2 separate regions of the Rattus norvegicus genome follow, and region 1 is linked to region 2. The links are chromatin contacts, called in public Hi-C maps. All regions are on one chromosome and are shown on one strand. Each heading gives the region's core, a stretch centred on a gene start, on an enhancer-like site or on the middle of the called end of the contact. The rest is flanking DNA. Distances are from core to core; before and after follow the strand shown. Region 1 has its middle 640 kb from the start of Gramd2b. Region 2 has its middle 690 kb from the start of Zfp608.

What was found. Hi-C and Micro-C count contacts between places; a contact is called where the count stands out from the background.
Region 1: a contact with region 2 is called in a Hi-C map of Schwann cells, with 2.3 times the contacts expected there. The contact joins two enhancer-like sites. A contact is called at or near these places in 1 of 12 Hi-C or Micro-C datasets (Schwann cells) and 1 of 1 datasets of contacts at active chromatin or transcription factors (oligodendrocytes).

What each region holds. Positions count from the first base shown.
Region 1 is chr18:51,445,050-51,448,203 of GRCr8, forward strand. No RefSeq gene overlaps it. Among named protein-coding and RNA genes, the nearest start is that of Gramd2b, 640 kb to the right of the region's middle. Within about 2 kb of position 1,497, at least 62 of the 93 cell types and tissues checked have an H3K27ac peak or open chromatin away from gene starts, as enhancers often do. A contact at or near this core is called in Schwann cells, where this site is marked.
Region 2 is chr18:51,292,227-51,295,134 of GRCr8, forward strand. No RefSeq gene overlaps it. Among named protein-coding and RNA genes, the nearest start is that of Zfp608, 690 kb to the left of the region's middle. Within about 2 kb of position 1,600, at least 30 of the 93 cell types and tissues checked have an H3K27ac peak or open chromatin away from gene starts, as enhancers often do. A contact at or near this core is called in Schwann cells, where this site is marked.

The DNA of each region.
Region 1 (3,154 bases), core at 247-2,746, 150 kb after region 2:
GCTCGCTCAGGAGTGGTGCCACTCCTGGACAAGTAGTCCTTGGTTCTATAAGAAAGCAAGCTGAACAAGCCAGGGGGAGCAAGCTAAAAACCAGCATCCCTTCATCGACTCTGCATCAGCTCCTGCCTGCAGTTCTCCGTCCTGACTTTCTTCAATGAAGAATTGTGACACAGGACTGTAAACCCTTTCTTCTCCAAGTTGCTTTTGGTCATGGTGTTTTATTGCAGCAATAGAAACCCCAAGAAATCTCTCTCTTTCTCTCTCGCTCTTTCTTGTTCTCTCTCTCATTCATCTGCCTGGTGCCAGCTAAACATTCTCTTTCAGAAATCATCCCCTGTTACTGCCTACAAAATCATATGCTTCTACTGACTTCTAGGCACCTATGTCTGTCTTCCTTCCCTCTTCAATCCTACTCTTCAGAGGAAGTGACTGTTGCTTGCCCGGTATACTCCCAGGTAGGCACTCTTAGCCCAGGGATCTCGCTCCTTTTCATATCTGTTCTAACTCCAGCATCCAGCACCAGATCCCGTTTATAGAAGGTCCTCAATAGATCTTTTCAGTGATTATTTTGCAATCATTAAATGTTTTGTTTATATATAAGTTTATTGAGGGTCGGGCTTTCTTCCTTTCAACACCGGAATTTAGTATTGCTTATTTACAAAGTATTCCAATTTTCTCAGAGTAATTCTCACCACCCTTCCTTGCAACCATTTGACAGGTGTGACATATTTCACACTTAATTTCATTCCTTCACTAATGATATTATCCTTTTGTGTCCCACTTAGTAAACCATATGAAAATCCACATAAGAGGACCATAATTGCCAGCCTAAGAAATGGCGTAGTCGGTAAAGTGCCTGTCACTTAAGCATGAAGACCTATAATTTCTATGATGCATTCTTTTATTCAAGAGCAAGTTCAGTCATCAGCTTAGCTACTCCTAAAAAGAAAAACACAATGTTCACCCAGACTAAATTGTATATATAGAGAAAAGAAGTTAAGATAGTTTCTTGGGAAAAAGGGATAAAGGAAGAAAATTAAAATGTTGAAACGACACTGAAGGAAAATCCAAGAAAAGCAAGGACTTTATAATGCTCAGAAAGATTATCCCTGAGTTTTATGAGTACAGAAGTAGTTCAGAAAACCCTAAGCAAGTTTTCCTAAAGGAAAGCACTTCTATTACAACCCTCCCCCACAAAAAGCCTAGGTCAAACATTATTAAAACTCTCAGGCACATGGAGGTAGTTTCCTGGAATTTGAGCCCGGCACATTGCACAAATAGTTTTGATGTGTCCATAAAATATCTCCTAAGCTGTCTTTTACAAGTTACAGCCGAGTGGGAGGTGTACGGCCCATTTCTCCAGCCTGGAAAAATATTTCCTTATAGAATAATCTCTCTGTAAGACAGATCTGTTTGCTTCTCTTTTCCCCGACTCTATGCCTCATGTGGGAGTACTTGGGAACAGAGCGCCTGGAGGGATCAACGGCGTTTTCTAAAGCAAACACAACGTGAGTGCTATTCCTGGGTTACACACTCGGCAGCTGTAATAGGAACCGTGTAGGAGCAGCCCCTAATGGCATTCAAATCATGTACTAACAGTTCGCAAGTGTCAGGTGTTTTTCATTTGCTGGCTGGGGGAAGAGAGATCCGGCTGCTTTCCTACACTGAACAGCTTTGTAACTCCTGCAGAGCGAAGGCACACTGTGTTTCTGAGCCTCTATTATGTCAGATGAATGCCACAGTCAGAAGCCCGAGAGGACATGTGATCCTGGTTTAGATTCCCCCCAACCCCCACCCCCAGATGTCTCGAAGCATTTCAGTAGCGTGGATATTCTGTGAATGCGAGGAACTGTAAAGTCACAGAGCCTGTCTCAGTGTTGAACTTCACATAAGACTGAGGACACCTATTTTTTTCTGTCCAGGGATAATGAAATACTCATGCACACACTTTCATCTTATTGAAGGTTTGAATTTTCAGAGTGGCCTCTTGCGGAGCCCCAGATGGCTGCTTGTCAAACCCACACATCAAGCTAACTATAAATAGTGTGGGTTCCCATAGAACAATGAACTTCACATTATACATGCTGAGCGAAGCAGAATGCCTTTGGCTTATTTGACTGTTTTTGTGTTTTTCTTTAAATGCCACTTGGTCACAGAATACAACATGCTTTGAGAACACCAACGTCCATTACATACATCGCACCAACAAGTCATTAACTGTGGAATAGACACAACAGTGTGGATTTGGGGGTAGGAAGTCATTCTTAGAACATTGCCTAAATATTTGGGTTTTAGTAAAACCTAAAATATTTTTATTAAACCTTTTCCATCATGTGTCATGCTACACATTTCAAACTTACTCAGTCCATTTGTCCCGAATCCATTTATATTGCCCTCATGACGACAATTCTCGGTAAACAAAACTTGTAACACGCAAGAAGGGCTTATGATCTCTTCAGAAAAGGCAGCTGGAATTCCAGGACAAAGAAAATATTTTTCCATGTTTAATTCTAAACATAGTGTCTACCAGAAACTAAACAACAACAACAAAAAAATCTATTTATATCAATATAAGCCATGGATAGATCCGCATCAATTTATATCCAATTAAACACATATGAAAATTAAGTATGTTCTAAGATTTTTAAAAAATTGTTAATAAGTATGTAAAAATCATCTATGTAGAGCCCGTGTATTGATCTATGATTTAGGATAAAAATTATTTATACCTCTGTCTTGCATTCCTTATTCTCTAGCCCTGAATAAGCTGCTTCCTGTGGAGCACCCTGGAGTCACAGATGATCAACCTTGTTGATGGAGCCAACCTTCAAGTGTCATCCCTTTTCCCAGTTCTCCCTCCAGAAACCCCCTATCCCATCCCCCTTCCCCAGCTTCTATGAGGGTGCTCCACTCCCACCTCCCCTCCCTGGCATTCCCCTACACTAGAATATTGAGCCTTCGCAGGACCAATGGCCTCTCCTCCCATTGATGGCCAATGAGGCCATCCTCTGCTATACATACTGGAGCTATGGGTCACTCCATGTGTACTCTTTGGTTAGTGCTTTAGTCCCTGGGAGCTCTGTGGGGTCTGGTTGATTGGTATTGTTATTCTTTTTTTTTTTTATTAACTTGAGTATTTCTTATATACATTTCG
Region 2 (2,908 bases), core at 350-2,849:
TTAGAATATTGACATCTTTGTATCTATACCATGGAGAGTAACAATTACTTAGTTTGACTGAAGAGTGTTTGGATTGCATAAGGGAATTAGAAATGTCTGCTATAAATGTGGGTCTTAGTCATGTCCACCTTTTCATAATTGGGAATTACATTTTCAATAAAATTAAGTCTATATTTACACACTGTTTTATAAAAATACATTGCTGTGACAAGTCAGGCATGTATCTCTGAATGATTAGGATTAACCTCTGGAAAACTAGTCTCTAGAGTTTTTTCCCCACCATGTATGATGTACCTAGCCATGCATACACCACAGTGCCTGTAGAAATCAGAGGACAACTTGTGAGATAGTTCTTTCCTTCCATCATCTGGGTTCTGGGGCTCAAACTCAGGTCTCAGGCTTAGCAGCAAGTGCCTTCATCCGTGTGTGTGTGTGTGTGTGTGTGTGTGTGTGTGTGTGTAGCAGCTTACTCATGGAGAACATCTACTGTAGAAGAACTCTCACAAGACTTAATTCTCATGAGTCACATGGACTCTGGCACTTAGCCTACCAACAACATATCAGTAGGAAAAACAGGCAGGTGGGACAGAAGGCAAATTCAGATACTACAAAGAGTCTAATATCATTAGATATTAGGAAATTCTTTACATATACATTTAAGGCAGTAATTATGTTCCTTCATGCATTGAGTCATGGTAGGGAGAAGACAGGGCATAGAAGAAAGGACCCCATGTAAGGTATCGGGAAATATTTCCAGACCATGGCTTCCATGGGTCACCTCAGCTGAGCCAGTGGAGCATCACCATCCAGTCCTATTGTAGTGTTTGAAAATGTGCACTGCACCAAGACACGGGTACCCTTACATGCGTATACAAGGCACACACCAATCTCTTTGTTGTGCTCCAGGAGCGTGTATCTGTCTTTGTATCAGTATCTCAAAAACACTTTAAAGATGTTTGAGAAAAGACATGTCAATCTGTTTAAGTAACGGCCTCTTTGAAATTTCCCCTGGTATTTTTAACACGCCTCCTCAGAAAGCTAGACACAATTGCAATCGGAGCAAACAAAGACAATTTGCGTTTGCAATGGAGTAGCTTAATGCTTTCCTTAAAGGTGTAGCTTGATTAATTTCTTTTATTAGGCTAAGCAGGATGATCCACGAAGGAAAGTGCCTTGTAGCTACAGAGAGTTATTATTCATTATAATAAAGGCCAGGGTAGCAACAGCTCAATAATGGGATATTAATGGACTTTTTAACAATGACGCAACAAGCAGCTTTAAAGGAAGCAGGATGAGAACTTCTCAATGGTAAAAAATGAATTGTGTTCTTCCCAGGGAAAAGGAAATAAACACTGGCTATCTTTCAGCCTTTTCTAACTTTACATCCACATTAGTAGAAGCAGTTCAGATCTGCAAGGGAACCCCGTGCCTTCCACAAGTGGATGCAGGAAAAACTGACTCCCATCGGCTGGGGTTTAATGTTATGAATCTGACTTGTCAGCCTGATGATTCATAAGCAGGAACAGAGAGAGTGTGAAGCCTGCATTTCTGAGGTTTGGGAATAGATTAGAGTGTTTAGACAGCTTTCATGTCCGTTCTCAGCCAGCCTTGCTGGACATGAAAGGAACTTCAGAACAGTCTCTAGCTCTACAACAGGCCCAGAGTTGAGATCTAGGGAGATGAATCATTGCTTGTTCAAAGTACAATGAGCCGAATGTCACTGAAGCCTACACTAGCAACCTTTCGAGAAAACCCTGTTTCTGTCTGTGGGTAAAAAAAGTACATAATAACTCTAAATAAAATTAGATGTCTGTGCTGGAAAGATGGTCTGTGTCTCTGATTTCACTGGCTAATGAGAAGCAACCTTTGAGAGAATTTTTTACACGGTGGTATGTAATGCTTGCCCTGGGGTGAGAGGGTTGAAAATTTTTCCTTACTCAACAACGAAATGTCTTTCACAGTGGTTTGATTCTTTGGTGGACCACCATCATTTGGTCCTAACTTTACTCTGTCTTTGGTTATTTCGCTTTTACTGGGGACCCACTACATGCCAAGTATTATGTGCTGGGTTATAGAGATACATGTTTAAAAGGCAATAAGAACTCAGAAAGCTATTATGGAAAAAATGTGTATACGTTGACCACAAAATGTATAGTGAACATCCCAATGAAATTAGTGAGTCTCAGAAACAGAGGGGCTTTTCTCAGGACTGACTAAGAGAATGAATGGGTAGCTGTTTCCAGAGGATGTAATGCATGACTTTGGTTTTGTGAGACAATTAATAGCTTGACATTTGACCAAAAAATGAAATCAAAAAATGCAAAGAATGAATGGTGTGGGCAAAATCATGGAGCAATAACACAGAGAATGAATATAGAAGGAGGCTTGTACAGGACTGTGGGTTTAACTCCTGAAACTGGGAGGGAGAGAATCAGAAACAAGAAAAGGGAACTCATGGACTTAGCTAAGAAAACTCTTACCTCTTTCATAGAAAGTTTGTTTCTGCTACACTGAAGTTAACCTGTGAGCCAAGAAACATGATGTCGATGGATAGTCTCTGGACTGAGATAGCAGAGGCAGCAAGACCTATCTACAAGAGAGTGAGTGAAGCTAGACAGAGTAAATGCAAAGGAGACAGTGAAGTGGGCAAACCATTCAAGATGAAATTGTAAGGGTTTGGGGATGTATGTAAGTGTCTTGAGTCACTTGGTGGAGACACAATTTTTAAGGAGGAACAGAGCAGCATGGCCGTGCGAAGGTCAAGAAACTGACCTAAAGTAGAAGGGGAGGGTATAGATGTTCACAATGTTGAGCTTAGGGTGACCATAGAGGTTAGGAGTCAACAAGAACATGATAATCCTCCCAGCAAGGCTGTAAGACAGGTTTCACAGTTGTACATAATGGCAGG